Linked DNA regions of Mus musculus: region 2 is linked to region 1. The links are chromatin contacts, called in public HiChIP or PLAC-seq maps. All regions are on one chromosome and are shown on one strand. The core of a region is the stretch at or near the end of the contact, and the rest is flanking DNA. Distances in the headings are between cores, read along the strand shown. Region 1 holds the start of Spaca9 (sperm acrosome associated 9). Region 2 overlaps Ak8 (adenylate kinase 8).

Region 1 (6,136 bases), core at 1,780-4,279:
TGTGGGGGGGCTTGGAGCAGGAGCCCCAGCCTCAGGTTTGCAGCTTTCCAGGGTAGGTAGGTGCGGGTGTAGACTCGTCCCCTGTCTTATATTAATTACCTGCATTGCCTGATTAGGAAGGCCAACTGTATGCAACCCGAGGGCCATCACTGATGTGATGCTGGATCCTCAAGCACTGAGGATCCCCCCTGAGCAGACATGGCAGGGGTGCCCTACTCCATGCTGTCATGGTTTACTGACCTCCGACAAAATGCTTATAGTCTTTAAGGAATGTCAGAGCTGGAAGGGACCTCAGCAGTCCCTAACCTGTAACTTCCAGGAGGTATTTGGAGACCTAGAGATAAGGGAGTCCCAGTGAGTGTGTGCCATCGATCCCAGGCTTCCTGATGTCTAAACAGCATCCTCACTATCCCACATCCCACCACCCTTCCATGGGTACACCCAGAGCCCAGGCTCCAGCATGCCAGCCCGTGTCACATGACCCAAGGCTATTCCAGGATGCTGGAAGTGGAAGAGGCCAGCCATGCAAGGAGAAGCGTAAGGGAGGCACATAAAGGAAGGGACATTGGTGGCTTCCTAGTGAGGACATTGAAACTAGGACAACACCTGTGACAAAATAAATGGCAGCCAGAGAACATAAGACCTGAGAACAGATTCTTTAGCTCTCACCTTTCTTTTTTTTTTTTTTTTGTTATTTTTGTTTTGTTTTTCAAGACAGGGTTTCTCTGTGTAGCCCTGGCTGTCCTGGAACTCACTTTGTAGACCAGGCTGGCCTCGAACTCAGAAATCAGCCTGCCTCTGCCTCCCAAGTGCTGGGATTAAAGGCGTGTGCCACCACGCCCGGCAGCTCTCACCTTTCTTACTCTCTTCTCTAGCCCTCCTTCTCTCTCTCCCTTTCCCCTCTCTCCATGTGGCCATGGCTGGCTTCTCTCTTTGTACCTTCTCTCTGTTTCTCCCTTCCTTTCTACAATAAATCTCTAAAACCATTAAAAAACAAAAAACAAAACAAAAAATCAAAAAACTGAGAACAGACCAGAACATGGCCTCTGTGGATGCTGGCCTGCACATCACAGAACTTGGAGATGACTAGAGGAGACCCTTTAAAGATCTGAGGGAGAAGCTAAACCCACATGGGAAGTGGGCAAGCCGGGATCTGTCATATCCCTGCTTGATTCAGGGTAGCTCTTTGATTGGACCCTCCCTCTTTTATATTCCTTAGAGACAAGATGACAGGGATCAGGTTGGCTGTGGCTGCTAAGGAACAGGTGGGCGGTGCTAGCAAGGATCTGGAAAGTTATCCACTTCTAGGGTCCCCCTCTAGCTGGACTTGGGGGGCCTCACTTCCACTCCTATCCCAGAGCAATGAGAATTAGCACTCATGGGGCTCCCTCCCCTGTGCTCAGCTCTCTGCCCATCCTCAGGGCTTCCAGGTTCTCCAAGGAAGCCATGCTAACTGGCTTGCTGTGCCCCACGAGCTCCCTAGAGCAAACCTGACTTAGTTCTTGATCCTAGCAACTTGTGACATGAACACGTCAGGGATGTCACAGAAGGGGATGTAACTAGCTATCCAAAGTGATTGGCCCCTGACCACAGGCCTCTGCAGCCAAATTAGAGTGGATGAAAGGCCTGGATGCAGGCGCTGCTCTCTCTGGGGGAGAAGGGAGGGAAAGGTGATTACCCCATAGGTTTGAGGCTTTAATTGATTTGTATTTTTCCAGGCTGCTAAAGAAGATTAGATCGCAGTATGAAAAGCGCCTAGGGCTTAAAATAAATGAGCGGAGACGAAAGCCACTTCAAAAATGTCCAGGAAGCACACTGAACCCCCCCCCCCCCAGTGCAAGCTGCAGTGTGGCTGCTGCTTTCTTTGTTGGGGAGGCCTCATCTTTGCTTCCCCAGCTGACAAGTCTACCGAGGCCTGAGGCCTTTGAGGAAGCAGGTCTCGGGGACAGAGGGCTGCGCTGTGGCTTTACATGGGCAGGTGTCATTATCCCAGGTCAGAACGCTAGCTCTCAGCCTTGAGGCTCCCTCTGATTTCATTCTCAGCCCCTGGGCAAGACTTTTCCCCTTTGCTAGGCCTTAGCCTCTGTTTCTGTAAAAGGTGGGGGATTGGATAGAAACTCTTCAAGCTATTGAAACTTCCTCTCTGTGCCCAGCAGCTGTCGAGGGAAGAAATCCAGAAAGAGGAAATGACTTGCCCAAAGCCACCAGCTAACTCCTCTGGCCTGTCTTATTCTGCAGTGTCTTGTCTGTCTTCGGAGCAGAAGGTTTTCATCTGACTTGACACTGCCTGGTGCTGTGGCCCCCGGAGCCCCTGAGAGCTCCTCCAGCTTGACCCATGCAAACAGGTGAGCTACAGGAGCAGGAGTGACTCGGTCCCCAGCACTTGCTGCTCTTCCAGAGGGCCTGGGTTTAGTTCTCAGCACCTAGATCTATTGGCTCACTGCTTGCAACTCTGGCTCCAGGGTTCCAAAGTCCCTTTCCCAGCCTCTGCTCTTCCTCTGTCCCACCCTTATACACATTAATACATAAAGATAAAACTTGTGAGACAGGAACGATTGTTGTCCAAAGTGAGGTGAGATTAAGATTAGTCTAAAGATTAAGTGAGATATCACTATGTACCCACACTGTCCACTCCCTATAGGCCAGTCACTGTCGGGGACTTCAGGGTAGTTGTGGGAGGAATGCCTGAGTGTTCCCCACTGCTCAGGGTAGAAACTTAGGCTCACTGTAAATCTGTCAAATTTACAACATCTAGAGTTGGACTTGTGGCTATCATCGTAGGCTGTGTGTACCTCCCTCTGGGTTACTACACAGAGTCCTTCCTCCACGATGCCACCCTTGCCTCTTCCACAGCTACACGCAGCTTTCCTCCCCCTAGGCCAGGACACCTCCACCTCTTTCTCCCCCACTCCCATAGTGTTTTCGACCCAGCTCGTCGCCGGCGCTCCATCCCCCTTTACCCTGGTTTGACTTGGACTGGCCTTCGCCTCACAGAGTGCCCAGAAGCTTGCAGTGCCTCCGTGGGTGTGCGGCCCCGAGGGCGGGAAGGCCCCTCAGGAAATGGGCGTGGGCGGGGTCGAGGCCATAGAGGCCAGGCAGGCTTGGCCGATTGTGACCACAGGTGCTATGGCAACCCGGTCACATGACTCGGCCGGCCGCCCAAACCAGGAGACCCGCCCAGTTTCCCCCCACCCCCACCCCCATATGATCTGGGCGCATATGACTTTTCCTCCTGTAGAAACCGGTCCCACGTCTGCCCCAGCGTCTTTCATTTAAAGATGGGGAAACTGAGATCCAGGGAGCAGGGTCAGCTTCCAGCGCCCAGATCCGCACAGTTGGCTACACCAGAAGCAGGATTTATTCTGTCATCCGATCCCCCATTGCTCTGTAGCTCCACAGGCGTTCTGGGGTTTGCTTTGTGGCCCTGGGGAGGGAGAGCCGACTGCAGATCAGGACCTCGGTGGATGGAATCCGGGACCAGGACTCGCCCCAGCTGAGGCGCTCACCGATGACGCATAGCTTGGCGTCCCAGCAACGCCGTTACTAAGGAGCGGAGCGCTGTCGGAAACATGGATGCAACCACAGCCCCTCATCGCATTCCCCCGGAAATGCCTCAGTACGGGGAAGACTACTACATTTTCGAGATGATGCAGGTGATCAGGCGCCCGAGGATAGGGAATACGGCTACCGGGCCGGGCCGGCAGCATGGTCTGGGGGGAAATCCCTTTCCTCAGTTTCCCCACCTGTGAAATGGCGCAGTAGTCTCCAGGGCCTCTTCTGGCATTGTATGGGAAACCTCAGCCGGTTCCTGAGCCCTGAGTCTTACCTAAGCTGGGCCTTGGAAGCCCTAACAAGCTAGGCTCACCCACCTCACTCCAAGACCAGTTAAAGAGATAAGCAACAGAAAAAAAGAAAAAGTCAGAGAAAGGCTTATTTCCTGTGACCACAATGGAAGGAGGAACACGTTCAAGAAGTTCAGTGACCTGCTTCCCGGGGCTAGTTTTGGGGTCCACACAAGTCTAGTGTGATCCCGCACCTCACTGACCCATATCTGTCTCCGTTCCACTCCCTCCTGCAAGGTGGTCTGACAAGTTGGAGGAAAACTTCCCAGGAGACCCGCCCCTCTGGCTGGTGCCAGCCTTTTCCTTCTCCTGGCATGAGGTTCCTGGGAAATTCCAGTTCCCAGGACCAAACCGATTGTCTCAGCCGTCAGGCAAAAGACACATGTGTTTTGTCTCATGAGGGTGTCTTTGACCCTGTTAGGACAAGTAGGGGACCGTATAAGTTTTAGATGGCATCCCTATCCAGGTGGTCTCCTCTGGGGCAGCATATTTTCTACATAGCCTCTATCCTCAGAATTGGCCTTTTGAAAGCCCTCGTCCCTCATCCCTTATACTAGCTCCCAGCTTGTCCTGGTTCCCAGGCAACTGTGGCCTTCAGCCAAACCATATCCCCATCTATGTGTGCTCCAGTTTTTGACTTGTGCTCTCCAGAGGTGAAAGTGACTTTTAGGGGCTGGACCGATGAGCTGTCTAACAGTCAGTGATTCTGGGGGCCGCAGGCAAACTAGAGCTCAGTTTCTAGTACCCTATACTGCAAGCCTAGCATGCACACGCGCACACGTGCGCACACACACACACACACACACACACACAGACAGAGAGAGAGAGAGAAGGAGGGGGACACCGTGCTGGCACATGAGCCCAGGCCAAGGAGCCTGAGTCTACTGAGCAAGCTCCTTTGGAAAGTGTTAATGGAGGGGAGACCAAGGAGTGGCCAGCCACAAATAAAACAGCAAATCTGGGGGCACGAGAGGGGTGATATATGATCCTGGCCTGCTTTCTTGTTGGATTGGTGGGGCGATAACCAGAATACTTTATCTTATTATCATTTATTTTCAAATAATCTTAGACTTGGGAAGTTATAAAAATGGCGTTCACCTCTTGTCTAGCTTAGGCCGTGTAACCTTGGTCTTCTCAAAGCCGTGAAGCAGAAGTGGGTGCAGTGCTTGAGCCTCCACTGCAGGCTTCTCCTGGATCTCACCCCCTTTCACCTGCTCTTGGGTTTCTGTGGTGGTGTGTACAGCTCTGTGACGTTTTATCAGATGTCTGTGGCTCTCATGGGATTCACAGATCCACTGCTGTTCATCCGTGATAACAGACTGTCCTCAGACTTGGCTTCTTTTTGTCTTGTCCTGAGAAGGACTCATGGCCTTATCAGCCCGAAGCATGCAGATGTGTTACCTGTGTAACCTCTTAGTCAAGAAGTGAACACAACATCTCTAAGCACAGAGCCAGCCCAGCTGTGCCACTGAACGAATGGTAGGGGGCTGGGGAAGGAGGGCTGAGGCCCCAAGAAGAGGAGGGACTTTCGGATGAGATCTAGAGTCTAAACAGGACTCCCCATTGGTGCTCTTGACTACTCTGCACCTCATTGTCCTCATTGGCCCTTCCTACCTCTCCTGCAGCCCAGCTGCTGTCAGCTCTCCAGTTCCCTGGTGTGCCACTCTGAAAACTGCTTCCTCTGACGTGTTTGCTCAGTTGGTTAAATGGCCAACATCCAGGACTATTTAACTGCTTGGCTGATAAGTATTCTGTCCCACTTTGGAGAGACTCAGCCACTAGTGAGGGCTTCGTTTCGTGGCTAGCATCTGCACTGGGTACCTACTGTAATTGTGTAGACAGGGAGGACCGCAAAACCCATGGAGTGTCGAGCAGGAATAGGAGAGGCAGGGAACAGAGGTACACATGCAGGCCTGTGCAGGAGCAGAGAGCAGCAGGGGTTTATCTGGTGCACTGAGAGCTGATGATCAAGAAGCCAGGTCAAGGAGCAAGAGGCGTTCTAGGCAGAAGACCAGCATTCACTGAGGCGCTGCAACAGGACAGCTGTGCAGGACCTCGGGAAGACTGTGCGGGAAACACAAAGGGAGATGAGGTGGGGACCTGACTGCTTGGGCTTCCTCAGGCTTCTGCTGCCAGTGACACCAGCAGATGTTCCAACAGGTGGTCCCCATGGCAACCAGGGTCCCTGCAGGTGTTAACCTCTTGATATCTGTTTGTGCCCACAGAACATGTTGGAGCAGCTCCTGATCCACCAGCCGGAGGACCCCATCAGCTTCATGATCACTCACCTGCGC
Region 2 (6,136 bases), core at 1,583-4,082, 57 kb after region 1:
TCTGACCCCCAGCACCCAGATGTTACCCTCTGCTGCCTCTTTCTAAATGAGAAAGAACAAAACGGTGACTGCACAACAGTTGGATGTGAAGCCCAGTGATGCCCAGGTCCCACTCACTACCCTGCCGTGTAGTGACAGGGTCATCGCTATTGTGGTGGTGATATGAATACAGATGCATTTGATGTCCTGCACCTCTGGAGGTCAGAGGTCAATGTTGAGTGTCTTCCTCAGTCACTGATCCTGAAACTTACCAGTTAGGCTAGACTGGCTGGCCAGCGAGCTTCAGAGATCCATCCTGTCTGCGACTCACAGATGTGCACCGCTACTCACACTTTTATGTGGATGCTGGGATGTGAACCTAGGTCCTCACACTTGCACAGCAAGCACCTTACCCACCAAGCCATGTAGCCACCCCTTGTGGATGCATTTTGGATATCTTGTTCTTTTCCTGTGACAGCCACCTGTTTTGGATGCCTGGTCTCTATAGTAACCAGGAGCAGCCTGATACCCTCGTGGTCTGTTACCGTGTGGTAAGCTGGCCCACAATGGCCTAAGATGGAGGCTAGTTTATCACTGTCTTGATTTAGCATGAGGCTGTGGAATAGGGCCCCCATGGAGGGCTGGCCTCCACACTGTCCTGCCTTGGGGTTAGCCGACATGTCAATTCCTGAAGACTGCTGGCTGGTCTTCAGAGTCTTGCTTCTGGCTCTTCAACCCCTGGGCCTCTTCCATATGTCTTTGCTGGGGCTAGCATGCCCAACCCAGGTCTCTCATCGGTATGCTCTGTGCCTTGGGTGTGATAAGCATGGGACATGTGGGACTAGCCAGGCATCTCTCCCTGTAGTCCTATGTGGCTGGCTCTGTTTCTTACACATGTACTAACTTCAGGCTCCTCCAACCTTCCTATGCTGTGATTAGCTTCCCCTAGCACAGTGTGGACACACACACACACTGGTCGACCTGGTCTCACTTTCTCAGATCCTCTCAGGGACCATTAAAAATGTGAAGTGGGGGCTGGAGAGATGGCTCAGCAGTTAAGAGCACTGACTGCTCTTCCAGAGGTCCTGAGTTCAAATCCCAGCAACCACATGGTAGCTCCTAACCATCTGTAGTGGGATTTGAAGCCCTCCTCTGGTGTGTCTGAAGGCAGTAATAATGTACTCATATACATAAAATAAATAAATAAATCTTAAAAAGGGAGACAGAGGGAAAGGGAGAGGGGGGAGGTAAAGTGGGGTAAGACTAGCCGCTGAGTCCGAGTGCACGGTGTGGCCAACTGAGCATGTTCCCAAGTCTTATGTTGGGCTGCATGAAATTATAGAAGACAGAGACAAACTGAGACATCCCCCAGCTCTGGCTGTATCAGCACCAGCACCATGCGGTGTCATGTAAGAAGGCATCACAGAGCAGGGACTGATAAAAAGTAGTGGCAGGATGTAAGGAGTGAGAACCAGGGTAGACTCCAGAATCCACAGAGATCAAGGCTGACGTGCCGGTCTGGATAGGAAAGCATTGGCATTCCCTGCAGCTGCTGCCTTCCAAGCAGGTTGGTTCATTGTTAGGGAACATAGATGTGGGAATAGAGGCCTCTGGCAGAAGAAATTGTGCCATTTGCTGGAAAACAGATTTGCTGGAGATTCTTGTGGTAAATAAGCCAGACCCAGAAAGATAAATATAGACTCCTCCTCTCTCATATGTGGACTGCAGATTCATTTTTGAAAGTAGAATCAGTCAGACTGTTTGGGAAGGGGGGCCAGCAGAAGATACACTGATGGGTGTGGCTAGGCCACTATGCACTGATGAAGAAGGCATAATAAAACCCATAATTTTGTAAAAATTGGTTTGCACTATTCAAAAAGTAAAAGGCTTTAGAATCTAAACTTGCACCTGGTGTCTGAGACCTGGCAAGTCGGGCTGGTCTAGGATATGTAGCCAGGGAGACCTAAAGACTTTTGTCCGTGTGCAACTGCAGGGTGCAGCAGGTGGAGCAACCCAGGTATCTTCTAACCTCCCTTGCAGTTTTGGAAACCCTGTAGCTGTAGGCTCTCACCCAGGTGCAGTAACCAAAATTCGCCAGTAGGTGGCAGTGCATAATAAACAAACAGCACCTTTACCAGAAATACCAGGCGCTGGGTCCGGGTATTTCTGACTCACCACAGATCACCTTCGGGCTCACATGCCAGTCTTGATTCTGGTGACATTATAGAGAGGATTTTCAGGTCATCAGTGCCAGAGGCAGCATCATAAGGAAATGGCTGCTCTTCTTTCGTTTACTTGAACAAGATTTAAAGATTCCCAAGACCCAGGCTAAGCCTGGGAAGGCATCTAGCACTTTCCCTCTCTGGAGCATTCTGGTATATGGACTGGAAGTCAAACTAAAAACAGCCCTCTCCTCTCCATGGTCCTTGTTGCTGCTGCTGCTGTTGTCGTTAGCTCTCCCTATCCGACTACCTGGAGGTCTCTTGGTGACTGTGGGGGGGACAGAGTGGAGACCCAGGGAGCAGAGTACAGGAGGAGGGAGCCCTATTTTGGATGGCTTCCTTGAACCTAGACACCGGCATCTACAGTGTTCCAAGAAGAGCTGAGGGAGGAAAGAGATTACAGGAGTGAGGGTTGAAGAAAAGATGAGGGGTGTGTGGAGGGCCAGGAGTGGGTGCTGGGGAGGGGTGTGTGGAGGGCCGGGGGTCCCTGGGTACAGGTGGAGTGAGGGTTGTAAGGAAGGTGTGACTAGGCATTTGAAGTAAGTCTGTGAAGCTCTTTCTGAGGCCCAGGGAAGTTAAGAGACTCACAGAATGTGGAGACCTTGGCTTCCTGGTAGAATGGACTGCAGGGGGCACTGTGGTCTGCTAACACCCTGGAAGTTGATACTTGCAGGAAGCGGGATGTAAGTAGAGAGTTTAACCTCAAGCCCCTAACTCAAGACCAGAGGCTGCCCAGAGCCCCTGGGTATTGGTAGGTGCCCTTCTGGGCCCGAAGGCAGCTCAGCAACCCCATGTCAAGCACACCCACACCCAGGATCAGCGAACTGAGATTTTAATGGCCTAGAAAAGAAACGAAAAACAAAAAGCCAACCAACAAACCCCAGCCAGCTAATACCGCCTGGTGTGATGTCCTGGACTAATAGACCACTCACGTCTTGCACTCTGCTAACCTCCGTTGACAGGACGTTCTGGGGAACTAGCCCTTGGCAGTGGCTGGCATGAAGGGTAATATGTTAACTGTCAAGCTTGGAAATCAAGCCTGAGGCATCTAACTTAATGGTGAACGACTTTAGACTGAGAGAAATCTCTGAGAGAAGAGGATGAAGGATAAATGTGCCTGGTATCAAGGGGATTTTAAACTTGCAGCCGAGCAGCTCAGTGCAATCTGGTCTGGAGAGCCTGTGGCTGCTGAGCTCACAATGCGTTGGAACGTGTGGGCTTGGGCCAGCATGCCAGTAGCCTGCAGGCAACGAGACAGGTGTGAAGCTGAGGCACACAGAGGTACCTACAAGCCTTCTACAGATTCTTGGGCCATATTTGGGGTTTTCAGGATTCTCCCCTCCACACCCAGACCCTACCTGTCTGCTGGCTGAATGGGGGCAGGGCAGTGGCCCAGAGGCAGTGTCCTGAAGGGTCTGCCTCTTGTTCTCTGCCAGCAGTCTTCCTGGCTCCCTTCATCTCAGGCCACCTGAGACAGCACAGCCCATGCCCCAGAGGAGACCCCAAGTGCACTACACTAAGACTCCCATGGGAAAGGATGGCCGCACACCTTGGCTCTGTAGCTCCTCGGAAACTCTAAATTTTTCAATGCTCTGTGTTGTACAGGGATGCTAGACCTGGCCAGAATAATCCAAGATGGGCAGGTCTGGGTAAACCCCCATCACGCCAGCCTCCTGGCAGAACTTCCCAAGCTGGTTAAACAAGAAGTCAGGAGTCACCCAGGTGTGGGGCTGCCCCTCATGTGGGGGCCACCTGAGGGACCTAAGGACAGCCTTCTGGGAGAATCTGTCCCATGGAACAAGTTCACAGTGGCCAGTGGAACCTCCTGCCGATAGAAGCTTCCTCTTTTAGAGAGATAGCACACGAGACTAGGGACATGCGTAGGGTGTGCCTACATGAAGCATATATGAGGACGTGGAGCCAATCCCCGGCACAACGTAAACCAGCTATGATGATGGACTCTGGTATTCCTGGCACTTAGAGGGCAGAGGCAGGAAGGCGAGAAGGAAGCTCATCGATGTTTGTTAGTTACATAGTGAGACCCTGACTCAGGAAGGAGCGGGGGGGGGGGGGGGAGGGGAGAGGGCAGGAATTCTTTGGGGATAGTCGCCAGTGTGCTGAGATCATGGGAACAGTACAAGCAGTGAAGAAAAAAGTCCTGTCAAAGTAGAAGACCAAGACCCACATTCGTGGTGACATCCATGCACTCACACAAGTGTGCACACCGTGACAACCTCCCCCCGCCCCTTGTGGTTGCGCTGTGACCAGCTACTTCAAGTTCCTGCCTTGACTTCCCTGGTATAATGGTTTGCGACCTGGAATTATGAACTAAAAACACAAACCAAAACCAAACAGAAAGCCAAACCTTTAAGTGGATTCCTATTGAGCCTTGAGAGAGATCATGGCAGGGCAAGCTGCTACCCTATTAAAGCTCGGAATGGATAGCCAGGGGCTTTTGTTTGAGACAGAGTCTCCCTTCATAGGATGGTCTTGAACCCACTGAGATCCATCTGCCTCTGCCTCCCATGTGCAGGGAATAAAGGTGTGCGCCACTGTACTGGCTGGAAAGCCCCTAATCGAGGGAGATGCACAGCCCTTGGAGTGCAGTTGGTGGGTTGAGGCAGGGCAGCACCCAGCAAATGGTCATGGCAGTGAAGGCCTCTGGTTCACTGTCAGCCTGTGGGGCCTTGCGAGGCTTCAGGGTGTCCTCTAGGGCCATTTGCTGGACCACGGATGTTTGGTGAAAGGGGAACCTTGCAGAAGCTTCTGGAGAAACAGCCAAGCATCCCCCCGCTCGGGGCCCACATCCATGGCAAACAGCAGTAATATTTACCGAGTATTTCTGGGGAAATGAGTGCAAAGCGCAGGCGATGCCTTGCAAATTGCCAGGACGCAGAACATTAGCAACATGGAACATTTAATGAGTCTAGGAAGAGAGGTATGAGTTTCAGGAAAATGTCACTTGCAGCAATGTAAACAGGCTTCTCATTTCTCCCTGTGCTGGGGACTTGTTTCAGTCTCCAGGTTTAAGTGGAGCAGTGATTCTGGAGAGAGATCAGGTTCACACAGAGAAAACGGGAAGCTCTTCGTGAGCCCAGAGGGGTTGCTGGTGAACTCTAATCCACTGAGGCCAGTGGGACAGAACCTCAATACTATTGGGTGGAAATTAAAACACAGGGCCTGGAGTGCTCCCATGAGAAGCATTTGCCATGGCCCCAATCCTGTGGGCCCCCCCCTCCAAATTTATATGCTGACTAAGATGGTGGTGGGAGGAGATAAGACCTCAAGGGCTAATTACATCATGAGGATGTAGCTAAAAGTGTGTGCCACGTCAAGGAAGCTTGACAAGCTGACTTCAACCCCAGGACCCACACCCAGGTACTAGGAGAGACATGACTCCATATAATTCTTTTCTGACCTCCATGTGCATCCCTTGATAAAGAGACTCAGGGCTGGAAAGATGTCAGTGGCTGAAGACATCGGCTGCTCTTGCACAGGATCCAGGTTTGGTTCCCAGCTTCCACACTTGACTCACAATCATCTGTAACTCAGCACACCCTCTTCTGACCTCTGAGGGAACCAGACATGCATGTGGTGCACCAAAGACAACGCAGACAAAACACCCATACACACAATGAATTATAGGTAAATAGTAAATAAGAGATCCCTCTACTCAGGAGGCCTCGCCCACCACACTTGGGTCTGTCTGTCTTTGCAGCAGGATCTCTGAGAAGCCCAAAGGCATACTCTCAGTGGTCTTTCTTCTGAACATCTCTGTTTGTCTTGATCCTCAGACTTAAGCCTGTGCTAAAATACTCTATCAACATCCCACAGAGTGTCCATTATTCAAGAACCAGCAGGGAGCCTCTCAGCTAGAAAGCGCCCTCTTCAGACAGCAGTTTGCCCTAAGCTTTGCCTCTTAGCTTCCAGATCTA

The links. HiChIP or PLAC-seq counts read pairs in DNA pulled down with a chosen protein or histone mark.
Region 2: a contact with region 1 is called in an HNF4G HiChIP or PLAC-seq map of pancreatic cancer cells. The contact joins the enhancer-like site here to the promoter of Spaca9 in region 1. A contact is called at or near these places in 11 of 39 promoter capture datasets (the 3T3-L1 cell line, the C10 cell line, the HPC-7 cell line and 8 more), 2 of 15 datasets of contacts at CTCF or cohesin (the G1E-ER4 cell line and pro-B cells), 34 of 484 Hi-C or Micro-C datasets (the AML12 cell line, B cells, the Ba/F3 cell line and 25 more), 8 of 115 datasets of contacts at active chromatin or transcription factors (T-cell acute lymphoblastic leukemia, astrocytes, bone marrow-derived macrophages and 2 more) and 2 of 9 other capture datasets (adipose tissue and embryonic stem cells).

Annotation. Positions count from the first base shown.
Region 1 is chr2:28,696,622-28,702,757 of GRCm38.p6, forward strand. Spaca9 (sperm acrosome associated 9) reads right to left here and starts at 3,030. Exons shown (of 5, transcript NM_027283.1): 1 at 2,961-3,030. It overlaps Ak8 (adenylate kinase 8), which reads left to right and starts at 3,540. Exons shown (of 13, transcript NM_001033874.2): 1 at 3,540-3,653; 2 at 6,068-6,136. The coding sequence starts at 3,570.
Region 2 is chr2:28,753,574-28,759,709 of GRCm38.p6, forward strand. The region is part of intron 10 of Ak8 (adenylate kinase 8); the gene reads left to right. Among named protein-coding and RNA genes, the nearest start is that of Mir3088, 23 kb to the left of the region's middle. Within about 2 kb of position 2,833, at least 10 of the 459 cell types and tissues checked have an H3K27ac peak or open chromatin away from gene starts, as enhancers often do. A contact at or near this core is called in the Ba/F3 cell line, bone marrow-derived macrophages and pancreatic cancer cells, where this site is marked.